Linked DNA regions of Sus scrofa: region 2 is linked to region 1. A link is a contact called in public HiChIP or PLAC-seq data. All regions are on one chromosome and are shown on one strand. The core of a region is the stretch at or near the end of the contact, and the rest is flanking DNA. Distances in the headings are between cores, read along the strand shown.

The links. HiChIP or PLAC-seq counts read pairs in DNA pulled down with a chosen protein or histone mark.
Region 2: an H3K27ac HiChIP or PLAC-seq map of alveolar macrophages shows a contact between it and region 1. The contact joins two enhancer-like sites. A contact is called at or near these places in 3 of 47 Hi-C or Micro-C datasets (alveolar macrophages, embryonic fibroblasts and retroperitoneal adipose tissue) and 1 of 2 datasets of contacts at active chromatin or transcription factors (alveolar macrophages).

What each region holds. Positions count from the first base shown.
Region 1 is chr5:80,017,975-80,025,810 of Sscrofa11.1, forward strand. The region is part of intron 1 of CHST11 (carbohydrate sulfotransferase 11); the gene reads right to left. Among named protein-coding and RNA genes, the nearest start is that of CHST11, 47 kb to the right of the region's middle. Within about 2 kb of position 2,872, at least 10 of the 83 cell types and tissues checked have an H3K27ac peak or open chromatin away from gene starts, as enhancers often do. A contact at or near this core is called in alveolar macrophages, where this site is marked.
Region 2 is chr5:80,132,507-80,140,342 of Sscrofa11.1, forward strand. No RefSeq gene overlaps it. Among named protein-coding and RNA genes, the nearest start is that of CHST11, 68 kb to the left of the region's middle. Within about 2 kb of position 5,140, at least 21 of the 83 cell types and tissues checked have an H3K27ac peak or open chromatin away from gene starts, as enhancers often do. A contact at or near this core is called in alveolar macrophages, where this site is marked.

The DNA of each region.
Region 1 (7,836 bases), core at 1,622-4,121:
ATTGGTTTTGGAGAATTATCAGGGCGCATTCCAGTGAAGGGAGCATCAAAATCAGCAAAGGTTCATGTACTAGACACAGTACCAAATCGACAAAAGGACAACTGCACATCATCCATCTCACAGCACAGATGGTTGTTCTACTTGCCTTGGAGAAAGAAAATGTGGTACCAGCAGCCTCCTGCCCTTTGGTGTTACAGGAAAAAGTTAACGACACAGAAAATTGGTTGTGCTGCCCAGGATTGTAAATAGGATTCTAAAGGTGAAGGCTCTATAATAAACACATAGTGTTATATTTTAATACCTAAGCCAGGCGTGACTCTTTTTCTACCTTGATTTTACAAAAGTTCCCTGAACGGTAATTAAGACACTCAAACCAAAGGCAAACACTCAGGCGGGAAAAAATCCACATCCAAAATCCAAAACACCTGAACCACATTCTGCACAATTATTACCTTAGAAATCACCTCTGGACATGTAGACATGTCACCTTATAATGCTTCCACATCTATTGCAACCGATGTGTTTTCAGTGTATGGGAGATGGGGCACAAAACAAAACGAAAGCCCTCCAATTTCAAAAACTAGGTCAAGGAAGGGTTAACTCCCCTGCCCCCACCTCCCCTCAGCAATCAGGTCATTTTGAAGCCCCTGAGGAAATGCTAGGGAGAGGCAGCTGCTGGCCACAGCCACAGCCACTGGATCCTTAACCCACTGAGCAAGGCCAGGGAGGGTACCCAAATCCGCACGGATACTAGTCAGGGTCTCAACCCCCTGAGCACAACGGGAACTCCACCCACAGGACTTGAGTACCTAGAATCAGAAAGGAAATGACCATAAAAACCAGGGCAATAGCTCAGCACAGCTCAGCATCTGATGTGCAGGCAGTCGACCTCCCTTTCTCTTCCTATTAGGGAGTCCTTTAAACCAAAGTTAAAACCTAATAGTTAGGGTGTCCATGAAAAGAAAAAAAAACTTGAGGACCTGCTGATGGATGAAACCTAAACGAAAGAGCCTGGGCACCTAAAGCTGGCTCTTCACACTCTGGAATTCAAGGTGGCGTCTCCAGCCGAGTTTCAATCCCCACTGGTGGTGCTTGTTCCGGCTCCAAAATGTGGTCCTCTGCCTCCTCCTGTCTGGCCCTACCGTTATCCTGGATCCAATTCGCCGACAAGTAGCTTTCATTGTGCTCTTTCCAGTTTGGGGCCTCAATAATCCTCTTCTCAAGAAACTCCCTCTGTGTCCACGACAGACTAGACGAGTGTCCGTGTAACTGGTTTCTCAAAATGCGACACTTTTGAAATCAAAGGAGCACTATCAATAATTATGCTAGGACAACTGCAATAAACTAGGACGATCAAGGGCAAATTAGGGCATAGGGTCACCCCAGCCATAAGGTGTTAGAAGCAGAACGCTCCTCTTACCTCGTGAACGCTGTAGCACTTTTTTAACCCAACAGTTTCAAGCATAGCACTGAAACACTATTAGGTGCTGAATAAGAAACATTTGTGGAACTGAATCTGCAAATAATAGGCACCCTAAGGGTACCACAGGTACCAGCTGCTATGGATTTGCCTCCACAAGGGATGCTATAGATCATTAAAAATGAAGTGATACCAGAAAAATCCCTGCCCTTGATATTCTATTTCATTTTATTTCTACCATGGCTATTTTCAAGTCTCTCACTGATAGTGATTTTTCTATATAACGGTAATAATTTCTAGTAGTTGTCACTTACTGAGTCCTGTGTATGTTAATTACAGTTGGGGAACCTTAGATACAATCTCCCAACAACTTTAACAAGGAAAGCAAAAAAATTAACAGACCCAGTCTCTGAGTGGAGAAATGGAGGCTCAGCGGAGATAAATAATTCCCGTAAGGTCAGACTCTAGACAAGCCTCAGTCCCTTCCATTGACTAGTAAATTTGCCAACCATAACATCTCAGTTCCAAAGTGGGTTTTTTTGGTTGTTTTTTTTTAGGGCCGCACCTGCAGCATATGGAGGTTCCCAGGCTAGGGGTCGAATCGGAGCTGTAGCCGCCAGCCTACACCAGAGCCACAGCAATGCGGGATCCAAGCCGCATCTACAACCTACACCACAGCTCACGGCAACACGCCGGATCCTTAATCCACTGATCGAGGCCAGGGATAGAACTCGCAACCTCATGGTTCCTAGTCGGATTCGTTAATCACTGAGCCACGACGGGAACTCCCCGACATATTTTAAAACCATTTCATGAATGAGACAAGGTAGCTGCACATTCAGCCAGCTACACAAAGCCATGAAATTGGCCACGCATGGCCCAACTATACCACGGACGGTCTACTGACTTAATCTAACATGATGTGGACTCAAACTCAGTGAAAAAGGGACCAAGAAGATCGCCAGCAAGATCTCATGATGCCACCCAGCACAGCCCTTGAGAAAAGGCAGGAAGGCAGAAATTGGCATCTTGATACCCAAGTGCCAAATAAGCTTTGCAGGCCAGCCCCACAAATGGGAACTGTAAACAGAATTTCCTAAGTGATGACATCAAGTAAGCACCTGCTTTTCTGAAGGCAGGTGAGGGGAGCAGTGGGGGAGAGGAGAAAGTTTCTATTACTAAACAAAAGCAATGAAGTGTGCTTTTCCAGAGGGGGAGGGAATTTAAGCTGTAAACTCCACATGGGTAGAGACTGACTGAACCAAGGGTTTGGCCCCAGAGCTCTCTGGCATTTTATCCAACTTATTCTCAGTGAAATTCCACATACAAAGTCTAAAAAAATTCATCTTTGATAATGCTTTGATCTTTGGCAGTTTCACACCTAACACGAGAGGTTGGTTACTCTTTCAAGTGCGATGTTCCTGCTTAAGGTTTCGTTTTTAAAAGTTCATGTTTAAAGGTCATGTTTCAAGTTCCTTTTAAAGTATGTACAAATTCCCCAAATCTATAAAATGAGGAACTCTCATGGGTGCAATCTTTAAATTACAAGCTACCAAGATACTTTACAAAGAATACAATGGGGTTGTTGATGTCTCCAGGGTGGGGGAAAAAAAAAAAAAATTCAAGAACCTCGCATGTACGCTTGCAAGAATCACAAACCGCCTTCTCATAAATACACTCCCAGGAAATTAGCTGAGCATCTCAATCCCAACAAAGAGAAAGCTTTGTCTGCCGAACAAGAGATCCTCTCCTTAATGCCTCACTTGTATTGATTATGGAAGACATGATGTACAAACAATGTTTCTGCAACGAGGAGGAGGAGGAAGCAACGTTCTGCTGCCATCACTAAACTCAATAGTCACCAGCTCCCTGGAGATGAAATTCTGCTCCCGAAAGAACACTTGGTCCTTGCTGATCTCAAAGGATTTTAAACCAAGCAAGATGGGCACTGAAGCTGCCAGCTAGCAATACCATACATACAGTCAGTTAGGGTAAAGTTAACTGTGTTCCGAGAAAGGCATGGAGCAATGAGCATAAAGCATAAACAACAGCTCACATCCTCCAATCCCTCCTCCCTGGTTCAAAGATGCCCATTTTGTCACAGGGCTGCCGCAGACTGAAACCCAATGTTGCATGAAATGGAAGTAGGATTTGGTTAAAATTGGCTTAACAGTGGAAAATCAGAGAGGTGCTAAAAAAAGAAAGCAAGAAAAAAGAATGCTGCATGTCTCTTGAATAAACACTGTCACAGGAGGTCTTGCTAAATAGAAAGTGAACATAGAGCTACTGCATTTCCCCGCCCTACGGAGACCAAGCTCTGGCCAGCAGAATGGGAGCAGAAGTGATGGGAGCCCATTCCAAGGCTGGCTCAGCAACTCACTGAGGTGACCTTCAGAGTGACCTTGGAAGCCTTCTGTTGAAAATGGCAGATCAACAAAATGGAAGGAGCCTGGGTCCCTGAAACACCAGATGGAGGAGAGCTGCCCAGCCAGCTCCTAGACTGCTGCATAAGTGAGAAACTTTTCTGGAGTTTATTTACTGAGATGTGAGGATTTATGATACAGAGGCTAAAAGTTACCTTAAATAATACAGGCAGTCATGAAGAGTCCATTCATAAGCATCTAAGTGCCCCTCCTTGCTCTGCAGCTTCCTAAAACATCCTATCCATGGAATCCAGTGTCCTGCATCACTTGTGAATACTACTCTTAGCACATGCCTCTGAAACTATAGCAGCCTGGAGGCTTCTCTCATAGTCTCTGGACTTAGAACAAGGTTATCAAGGGTGACCTAAAACTCCTATGCCAATAGTTCCTCGTGGTATATAACTCATGGTATGTAAAAGGTTCTCTTCTAGATACTAAGGTACAGAGACATGTTTTCTGCCCCCTTAGAGAGGGGCAAACAGGAGACCCATCAACAAACACTGGACGTCAAACAGCATGATAGAACAGAAGCACGTGTAAGATACAAGATAGCAGAGGGCTATCATTTGTTTGGGAGAAGCTGGTTAGGAAAGTCATCAAAGAGATGATTGGGCAGGGTTCAAAAGGTGGTAACAATGATTCTGGTTGTGCCGGAGGTGACGATGATGGTGGTAAAATGGTGAGTCAGCTCTTAGAAGGACTGTCCCACCAACTCAACAATCACAGGAGAGATCTTCCAACACTACCATCCCATTTTCCCACATGGTGATCATATCCACAACAAAAACATAAGAATGATGATTGGGGAGGTGAGGGTTTGCTTGTCTTAACAAACTGTGAAGTGTTTCCCATTGTGGTGCAGTGGTTAACGAATCTGACTAGGAACCATGAGGTTGCAGGTTCGATCCTTGGCCTTGCTCAGTGGGTTAAGGATCTGGTGTTGCCGTGAGCTGTGGTGTAGGTCGCAGATTTGGCTCAGATCCCCTGTTGCTGTGGCTGTGGTGTAGGCCAGAAGCTACAGCTCCAATTAGACCCCTAGCCTGGGAACCTCCATGTGCCACAGGTGTGGCCCTAGAAAAGACAAAAAAACCAAAACAAAAACAACTGTGAGGTTAGTAATTGCGGTAAGTTACCCAAATAGCTCCATTTTTTCACCCCACTCTGATGCATTCCTTTGACCGTGGAAGTTTGCATGCCATTCTGGGCAGTGCATTCTGCGCCCTGCTCTGACTCTCTGCTTGGCTGGGTAACGTGTTCTCATTAATGGGATATGAGCAAATGTCCCATAGCAGATTTAAAAACATGTGCATGAGGGGCTTGCTGGCTCTTACATCTGTCATATCTATGAGAACTGGCCTGGGCTACCCTGCCAGGAGACCAGACACAAAGGGAGCCGAGTCCAACCACCTCAGTCATCCCAGCCAAGGCCATTCTGGGTTACTAGCCCTCAGCCACGTGAGCCCGTCCAACCAAGATCACAGGCCACCCCCACCCCCCCACCCCCCCCACCCCCCCCACCCGATCACCAGATGTGTGAACAGTAAATAGTAATGACTGTGTGCTACTGAGGCCCCTGGTTGTTTGCCAGGCAGCATTACTGTGGCACTGGGTGGAGTGCTACTGTCATCACAGCGAAGTAACTTCATTGAGGTTACACGATTGGTACATGGCACAGCTAGAACCTGAAAGCAGGCAGTGGCTCTATAGTCCTTGCTCTTATCCATTTCACTCACCATAACTTCTATCAAGCTGTAAGAGTTGGGATCTATCAGAGATGAAGCACTCTGCCTGGGCTCCAGGGGGAACCTCCAGTCTGGGAGGAGGGATCCTGGGTATCCTGCTAATTGGCAGCACTCACCTTCCTCTAGGTACTGATTTGGCGGTGGCAGTGATGGGGACCATCTGGTCTCCCCAGGAGTGTGCAGCACCTGAGCTCTCCCTGCCTTTCCTGCACTGCGGCTCAGACCCTTCTCCTCCAAAGGTGCCTCCTCGGAGCCAGTGAAACTCAGCCCCACTAAAACTGAGTTCCCCTGCCAAGTATATGATTAACCCCTCTACCCAAAACTTTATTCCCTTTCTTGTCCCATCCCTGGTCCCCTCAGAATTGAGGAGTGGCAGAGAAAAGGAGGGATCGAAACTGAGCAAGCTCCCTCCACATCCTCCATTTTCATTTACTTGTTTTATAATTTTTATTGAAATATAATTGACTTAGAGTTGTGCCAGTTTCAGGTAGACAGCAAAGTAAATCAGTTATACACAGATCCATTTCTTTTCAGATTCTTTCCCCACACAGATCATTACACAGCATTGAGTAGGTCATGCTCTACAGTAGGTCCCCATCCCTTTCACATACAGTAGTGTGCATATATGAATCCCAACCCCTAATTTATCCCTCCCTCCGCCCCGGTGTCCCCTTTGGTCAACAGATTTGGTTTCAAAATCTCTGAGTCTGTTTCTGTTTTGTAATTTCTTTTGTATCGTTTTTCATCAGATTCCACGTAATCTCATCTTCCATCTTTGGCCTTGTGAGTACAAGAGCAGACTCAAGCAGTTAATGATTAGGACACAAGAGTTTCCTGGTTCTTCCTGAAGAGGTTTGCTAAGAATCTGACGCATATCTTTGAGCTGTTCTGCAGAAACTAAGACCCCACGCAGTGGAAGACAATAACTACATGCCAACCACAAGCACGGAGACCCCCACACTGGTTGGAACCAGCAGGCTGATGACTGAGATTCCCAAAACGTCATCCTATTACCTAACCACCAACCAATGAGAAGGAAGCCCATGAGCTGCAACCCTCACCCTATGTGTAGCTTTTAAAAGTCCTTCCCTGAAAGCCATCGGGGAATTCAAGTTTTCCGGGAGTGAGCTGCCTGTTCGCCTTACCTGGCATCCCGCCGTCAATGCTGTACTTTCCTTCACCACAGCCAGTGTCAGCAGACTGGCTGTGCTGCACATGAGGCAAGCGGACCCGAGTTTGGTTCGGTGACAGCAGCCCCTGGAGCCAGCAGGGCTTCCTCGCCGCTGGCTCTCCTCCTCCTCCCCCTGCTCACCTCCCGGTCAGGCTTTCCAGCTTGGCAACCTTGTCATTTCCCATTGACCAGGAAATCTACAAAAAAGACCTTTGGCCCTTCCTCTGCCTTCACCTCCCCTTCTTGCTTCCAGATGGCTTAAGCCTGACTTCGAGGTCATCCCATTTGGAGGTCACTTATTCTGACAGCCAGCTGTAGTTGTCCCTCTCCCCTGCACACTCTCCCTCCTCTTTCCAAGTGATGAATGATGGCTTGGCAAAGAAAGCCTAAGCCTCTGCCAAAACAAAAAATCTGTCAGAGCAACTCTCAGGAGTTACTGTGTCCTCTTACCCCTCCACCTGGCCGCTTTTCCTGTGCATTCTCCACCTCTGCCAACCAGCACGGTACCAAAGGTGACACCCTTAACCTCAGCCCTAGGACTGCATGTCTCCAAGTGCCACACCAGTACCAGAATGCCCTGGGCTGCTTCTATGAAAAGCAAGTTCCTGAGCCTGGCCCTCATCATGAGACTATCTGAGGGAGGCCTTAGAAGCTGTATTCATAGTAAGCTTCCCACACGATTCTTGCTCTTGAAAACTGTCTTCCCAACCACCACCTTCAATTACAGGCCGAGAACGATGATGGTCCACAGTCAAGCAGGGTATTTATGCTGCATCTCACATCAGCCTCATACAATCACTCTCCTGTCTTAGAGAGGAGGAAGCTGAGGCTTTGAGATATTAAATTATTTCCAGGTCACATGGCTAATACATGGCAATGGTGGGCTTTAAACAAAGATCAACCCCACACTCAAAACCTGCTCTGAAATCCTGGTACACTAGAGGACTTCGGTATTCCCAAAAGGTGATGAAACTGAGTGTCTTTGTCTGCTTGTCATGTTTCTCTATTATCCACAAAACCATTATTAGAACGAAGACTCAGAAAACAGGCACCTTATTTTTAGAAAATTCTCCCCATATC
Region 2 (7,836 bases), core at 3,890-6,389, 120 kb after region 1:
GCTTCACCATTGGGCCCGCCCAAAGAGGAGATGATAAGGGGGGAAACGTTGGTTACGTTATTCTCAACATTTCTTCACAGAGTCCCCATCTTCTTAGCGACTTTCAACTCAATGCTGTCAGTATTCATATTTTCAACCCGAAGTTGCCCTCCAGGCGATGGATGGCATCGACGATGGGGTGTTTCTTTCAAGGGTGCTGCACTCTGGATCCGACAGAGGGTGTCAGGCCGTGACATCCAGGTCATGACTTTGTGTCAATGACAATAATACATTGATCGTGAGACATCCCAATTACACAGCTGCTGAAAGTGTGTGTAGAGAGGGCAGGGGTTGCCTCTCAGAATCAATGAAAATACGTTAATGGCATTACATTCGCATTATAAATAGACCAGACAAGCATATGAAAAATGGTTCAGTCATCAATGTCCACACTCTCTCCTAATTGTAAAGAAGCAACCAGTTGTTCAAATGCATCTTTTTTTATTTATTTTATTTTGTTTTGTTTTATTTTTTTGCTTTTTAGGGCTGCACCCGAGGCATATGGAGGTTCCCAGTCTAGGGGTCTAAACAGAGTTGTAGCCGCTGGCCTACACCACAGCCACAGCAACGCAGGATCCTTAACCCACTGCGCAAGGCCAGGGATCGAACCCACAACCTCATGGTTCCTAGTCAGATTCATTTCTACTGCACCACCACGGGAACTCCCAAATACATCTTTTTGTGTGTGTGTGTCTTTTTGCTATTTCTTTGGGCCGCTCCCACAGCATATGGAGGTTCCCAGGCTAGGGGTCCAATCGGAGCCGTAGCCACCAGCCTATACCAGAGCCACAGCAACGCAGGATCCGAGCCATGTCTGTGACCTACACCACAGCTCACGACAACATCGGATCGTTAACCCACTGAGCAAGGGCAGGGACCAAACCCGCAACCTCATGGTTCCTAGTCGGATTCGTTAACCACTGCGGCACAACGGGAACTCCCCAAATGCATCTTTTAAACATGCGCAATTTGTCACTCCATCAGGGCACAGCTTTCATCTTGGTTTAATTTTGACCCAAATAGAATGTATATAAATCTTTACCAAAGTTTCTTCTGGAGGTGCATATCACCATTTTTAAAATTGAGCTCTAATTGACGTGTGACAGTATATTAGTTCCAAGTGAACAACATAATGATTCAATATTTGTGAAATATAGTGTATCTCACAGTATAATATATATTGCAAAATAATCACAATAAGCCTAGTTAACAGAAGTTTTTTCCTTATGATGAGATCTTTTAAGATTTACTCCCTTAGTAATTTTCAAATATGTTGCATCCCCGTGACTTCCTGTGTTTGTCTTTCTCTGTCTGACTTATTTCACTTAGCATAATGCCTTCAAGGTCCATTGGTGTTATCACAAATGGGAAAGGTTTTATTCTTTTCATGGCTGAATAATATTCCATTGTGTATATATACAGCATCTTTACCTACTCATCCATCACTTAGGCTGCTTCATACCTTGGCAAGTATAAATAATGCTGCAATAAACATAGGGTTACATATATCTTTTTCTTTCTTTCTTTTTTTGGCAGGGGGCTGCCCCTGTGGCATATGGAAGTTTCCAGGCTAGGGGTTGAATCAGAGCTGGAGCTGCGGCCTATCCCACAGCTGCAGCAACTCGAGATCCGAGCCACATCTGCAACCTACACCACAGCTCACAGGGATGCTGGATCCTCAACCAACTGAGTGAGGCAGCAAATGAACCCGTACTCTCATGGATCCTAGTCAGGTTCATTACTGCTGAGCCAAGATGGGAATTCCCTATGTATATCTTTTTGAATTAGTGTTTTCATTTCATTTGGATAAATACCCCAAAGTGGAATTGTTGGATCATATGGTAGTTCTATTTTTAATTTTGGGGGGAGCCTCCATACTGTTTTCCATAGTGGCTGCACCAATTTCCATTCCCACCAACAGTAAGAAGCATTCCCTTTTCTCCACACCCTCCCCAAGACTCTTTATCTCTCCTCTTCTTGATAATAGCCACATTCTAACAGGTGTGAGGTGGCTTCTCACTGTGGTTTGATTTGCATTTCCCTGATGGTTGGTGATGTTGAGCACATTTTCATGTACCTATTGGCCCTCTGAATATTTTCTTTGGAAAAATGTTTATTCAGATCCTCTGTCCATTTTTTAATTGGATTGTTTGGTTTTTTGCTATTGAGTTGTATGAGTTCTTTATACATTTTGGAGATGCACCCTGCATCAGATATACGACGTGCCAATATCGCCGTCGTTTCTCATTTGGGCCTTGGATTATGCACTTGAAGGAAAAGGAAGCAAGCACAGCGTCCATGCTCTTCAGATGGTCTCTTCTCTTCATCCCCCCTGGGTTTGCCCACAGTCCCAGGGCACACCCCGAAAACGTAACCAAACAGTGGTTCTCAAATCCATTGTCTATACGGTCACTGAAGAGCCTGGTAAAAATGGTGATCCAAAGACCCCACTCAGGAACTGGACTAAAGCAGCTCCTGGAAGTGAGGCCCAAGAGTGTGCTTTTTTTTTTTTTTTGTCTTTTTGTCTTTTTGCCATTTCTTGGGCCGCTCCCGTGGCATATGGAGTTCCCAGGCTAGGGGTTGAATCGGAGCGTAGCCACCGTCTACGCCAGAGCCACAGCAACGCGGATCTGAGCCGCGTCTGCAACCTACACCACAGCTCACGGCAACGCCGGATCTTAACCCACTGAGCAAGGGCAGGGACGGAACCCTCAACCTCATGGTTCCTAGTCGGATTCGTTAACCACTGTCCACGACGGGAACTCCAAGAGTGTACATTTTAAAGAACTGGCTGTTCCCCATTATTCTGATGTAGCCTAAGTTTGAGGTTCAAAGCTCTAGAAAAAAAAAAAGACAGTAGGAAAAAAATGGGCAGAAGATGGGACAAAGGACCTGGAGGTGGGAAGCACAGGGAAAGGTTGTTTCCATAGAACACTATTTCCAGAAGTGGCTCTTTTCAACAGCTTTTTAAAGGTGATAGTGTTGCGAAAACGAGAGAAAGCTAAGGAGAAACTGTGGAAAGGGCTGAGGTTATGATGCTTTCTGCCTCCATCAAAAGCCCAGTCCAGCCGCGTTAAACAATTGGAGATATGTTAGCCCACCCAGGAGCAGGACAGGAAGCAGGCCAGCTCGTCTCTCCACTCTGCCACACACAGCGTCCATCTGAATCTCTGAAGGGTGGAACCAGGGACGTCGGAATAATGGGTTCACCAAGCAGGCCCTGGAAGATGACAACCAGCCAATGGTTACCTGCTCAGAAACTCCTGTGGGGGGTCCTTAGAGGACAAAAAATGCAGAAGCTACTGTAGAATAGTTTACAGGGTATTTTTAGCTGTTCAAAATCCCAGCAGCCTTACAAAGTAATTATTTTCATTTATTAATAATGGCCTCTAATTTTAATTCCTTTTTTTTTTTTTTTTTTTTTTTTTGCTTTTTGGGGCACACGTGCGACACATGGAAGTTCCCAGGCTAGGGGACAATCGGAGCTGTAGCCCCAGCCCATGCCACAGCCACAGCAATGCCAGATCCGAGCCGTGTCTGCAACCTACAACACAGATCCCAGCAACACCGGATCCTAACCCACTGAGTGAGGCCAGGGATCAAACCCTCATCCTCATGGATCCTAGTCAGGTTTATTAACCGCTGAGCCACGAAGGGAACTCCTGACTTTAATTCTTATAAACTCACATAATGTTTACATGGTTATAATCACGGATAGATAGGCCACACATACATAGGTACATATATACACACACAGTTGTGTGTATAATTTTTTCTCTCAAAACTATTCTGCAAATCTTTCTTCATGTTTTATAGTCACTACATAATTTTAAATATCAGCACAGCAATTTTTTCTCAATACGCCACCACCTTCTTAACCAAAGTCTATGATTTCCTTGAGTTGTCCGCTGTTACAGGCCATGCTGTGATGAAACTCTTTTGCATGTGGCATCTTCCCATGCCTACTGCTTCAGCGATTTTCGTCTTCCTTCCTGTCCCGTGGAAAAGAGAAGAACTTTCCCTGGAGCCTCCTGTGAAGCACTCCTCTGCCCTTCGGTTACCATCATTAAGGCACAGAGCTTCGAACTGTCCCGGATTATTTGAATGGGTCCAAAGCAAAAGGATCCTTAGAAGAGGGAGGAAAGAGGATGAGGGTAAGCAGAAGATGGGATGATGGAAGCCAGAGGTCAGAGTGATGCCAGAAGGTGGGGGGGTCACGAGCCAAGGAATGTGGGTGGCCCTGGAAGATGGGGAGACGAATTATTCCCTGAAGCCTCTAAAAACAACTCAGCTCTGCCAACACCTTGCTTATAGACTCTGGACACCAGAACTTCAAGGGAATAAATCTGCATTTTTTTTTCTTTTTGGCCACACCCACAGCATGCAGAAGTTTCCAGGCCAGGGATCGCACCCATGGCACAGCAGTGACAACCCTCTGTGCCACCAGGGAACGCCAAATGTACGTTGTTTTCAGCCACTCCATTTGTAGTCATCTGTTAGAGCAGCAGTAGAATGTGGATGCATCTGCCGCTAGGGCTGGGGTAGAAAAGGCACAAAGAGTAGCAATAAAAGAGTGATGATAAAAATACCTTCAAAGCCCCATGGAGGGCTCACTAGGTCCTGCACATCCTAGAGCAGGAGGCTCCAAGGAAAGTTCTTCTCTTTTCCACAGGACAGGAAGGAAAATGAAAACCTAAATTAGGGCGTCACAACTTTATGAGATGGTGTCATCATCATCCCCAGGTGGCAGACGTGAAGCTGAGGTCACAAGGTTAAGTGACTTCCCAAGGTGGCACCGCCTGTGAGAGGTTGAGTCAGGATTTGGACTTGGCGCAGAATCTAGGAAAGAAGCTGCTCCAGACTCGGCGGAGGTGCAGTCAGGTGGCAGAGGCAGGAGCACCCTCGGCCTCCCAGTGGACTGCAGAGGGCTCTTCCCTGAAAGTGTATTGAATGAGGGGCTGGATCGTGTGAGGGATACGGCGCTGAGGAACAGCCCTCGAAGGGGACTGACGTAGATTCTTCAGGATGCGGCAGGACCGGCTGGAGGGTCACCGCTCAGAAGCTCTGGGAGGATGTTCTTGCCTCCGCAGCTGTGCTTTGGCGCCTCTGACTTCCGGCAGCCAGCTCCGCCCTCCCAAGCCATAGCACCTTTGCCTGCAGGGAAGCCTCAGAGAGGGTTGCAAACGCCATCAGCCCTCTGTCCCTGGGGTCTTTTTGCAGGCTCTGAATTCTAGAGCTCATCTCTCTAACGAACAAAATGCCTCACAGCCTTGTCTTCCGAGGCAGAGCTTCTTGGATCCACCGCCGGCCACTGCGAGAAACTGTGCATGCTGAGCGCCACCTAGTGGTGCCCAGGGTCCTCAACGTTTCTTCTCAAACCTGGTCCGGAAGGGCTCTTCTTCCTCTGAGGTCTCACCAGGGAGGTGACTTAGGGTGTTTCCCTCCCTATCGGGTCTGGGACACTTTCGAGAAGCCCATGGCCAGTTCCTCCTGAAACTCTGTGAGCTTATATTGGGATTGTCCCATCCTGGGCTCTGCCTGAGGGTCCAGGATGCTGGTTCTGGGTTGAGACACAGAATAATTCTTTTCATCATTTATCAGCTCTGTGACCTGATTGAGGGTGGGGAAGCTGTGTGGGGGAATCAGCATCTCATTGCAACATGAGAGGAACTAGCAGAGGAAAGTGAATTTCAAAAAGCTGTTGAGGAGTTCCCGTTGTGGCTCAGTGGCTAACGAATCCGACTAGGAACCATGAGGTTGTGGGTTTGGTCCCTGGCCTTGCTCAGTGGGTTAAGGATCCGGTTTGTCGTGAGCTGTGGTGTAGGTCGCAGACGCGGCTCGGATCCTTCATTGCTGTGGCTCTGGCGTAGGCCAGTGGCTTCAGCTCCGATTAGACCCCTAGCCTGGGAACCTCCATATGCCGTGGAAGCAGCCCTAGAAAAGGTAAAAAGACCAAAAAAAAAAAAAAAAAAGCTGTCGAGAATACACATTATTTGACGATTTAGATAAAATGGACCAATTCCTTGAAAAATACAAATGAATGTAACCCACTCAATGTGAACTAGATAATATGAATATACGTACAACTATTAAGAAAATGAATTTGTAATTAAAAGCTCCCCCTAAAAGATGTCTCCACACCCACCCAGGTGGTGTCACTGGAGGATTCTACAGAATACTTAAAGAAGAATTAACGCTATATACACGAGGAGGGCACATTTCCAGTTCACTTTATGAAGTTAGTATTATCCTAGTATTACCCTGATATCAAACCAGACAAAGGCAGTACAAAAAAAGAAAACTAAAGATCAATATTCTTCGTGAATATAGATACAAAATCCTTAATAAAATATTAGCAAGTGGAATCCAGCAGTATATACAAAGAATTTATCCCAGACATGCAAGGCTGATTTAATATTTGAAAATAATCAGTGAGATCTACTATACTAACAAGCTAAAGAAGAAAATCCCATATTCATATAAATTGATGCAGAAAAGAGCATTTGACAAAATTCAATGCCCATTTGTGATTTAAAAACACTCAGAAAAAGTGGAAATGGAGGAACATTTTCTAAAAAGAATATCTACCAAAACCCACAAAACTCTACTTAATCTTGAAAGACTGAATGCTTTCCCATAATGTTGGGAACAAGACAAAGACCTCTACTCCTTTTTATTTGTTTTTTGAGCCAAGCCCTCAACATGCGGAAGTTCCTGGATCCAGGATTGAATTTTCACCACAGCAGTAACCACAGCCACAGCAGTGGCAACACTAGATCCTTAACCCACTGAGCCAGGCCGAGGATTGAACCCTCACCACCAAAGGCAATGCCGTATCCTTAACCCACTGCACCGTAGTAGGAACCCCCAAAGACATCTACTCTTAACCACTCTTACAAGAGTGCTCAAAGTTCTAGCCAGTGAAGTAAGGCAAGAAAAGGAAATAAAAGGCATTTGGACCAGAAAGGAAGATGTGTTTGCAGTTGACATGACTGTCCATGTAGAAAACTGCCAGGAAATCTACAAAAATATTCTCAAACTAATAAGGGGGTTTAGCAAAGACACAGGTGACAAAATAAATATACAAAAATCAACTGGATATCTATACACTAGCAATGAACGCACAGACATCAAAATTTTGAAAACAATACCATTTACAATTGTTCACAAAAAGATGGAATACTTAGGTGTAAATCTAACAAAACATGTATAGGACTTATATGCTGAAAACTGCAAAATATTTATGAGAGAAATCACAGAGGATCTAAATATATGAAGAGACCTTCCATGGTCATGGATTGGCAAACTCTGTACAGTAAAGGTGTCAATTCTCCCCAGTTTGATAGACAGGTTTAACCCAATTCCTCTCAAACTCCTAGCGAGACTTTTGTAGATACAGATAAGATTATTCTAAACTTTATGTGGGCAGAGTTCCCGTCATGGCTCAGCAGAAACAAATCTGACTAGCATCCATGAGGACGAAGGTTTGATCCCTGGTCTTGCTCAGTAGGTTAAGGATCTGGCATTGCTGAGGCTGTAGTGTAGGCCAGCGACTACAGCTCCAATTCGACCCCTCACCTGGGAACCTCCATATGCTACAGGTGCAGTCCTAAAAAGACAAAAAAAAAAAAAAAAAAAAAAAAAAGCTTTATATGGGAAGGCAAAGAAACTAGAATAGCTAAAAGAATTTTGAAAGAGAAGAATAGAGTGGGAGGAAATCAGTCTACTCAAATTCAAGACTTATGAAGCCAAATTAATCACAAGTGTGTAATGCTGGTGGAGAACAGACACGCAGAT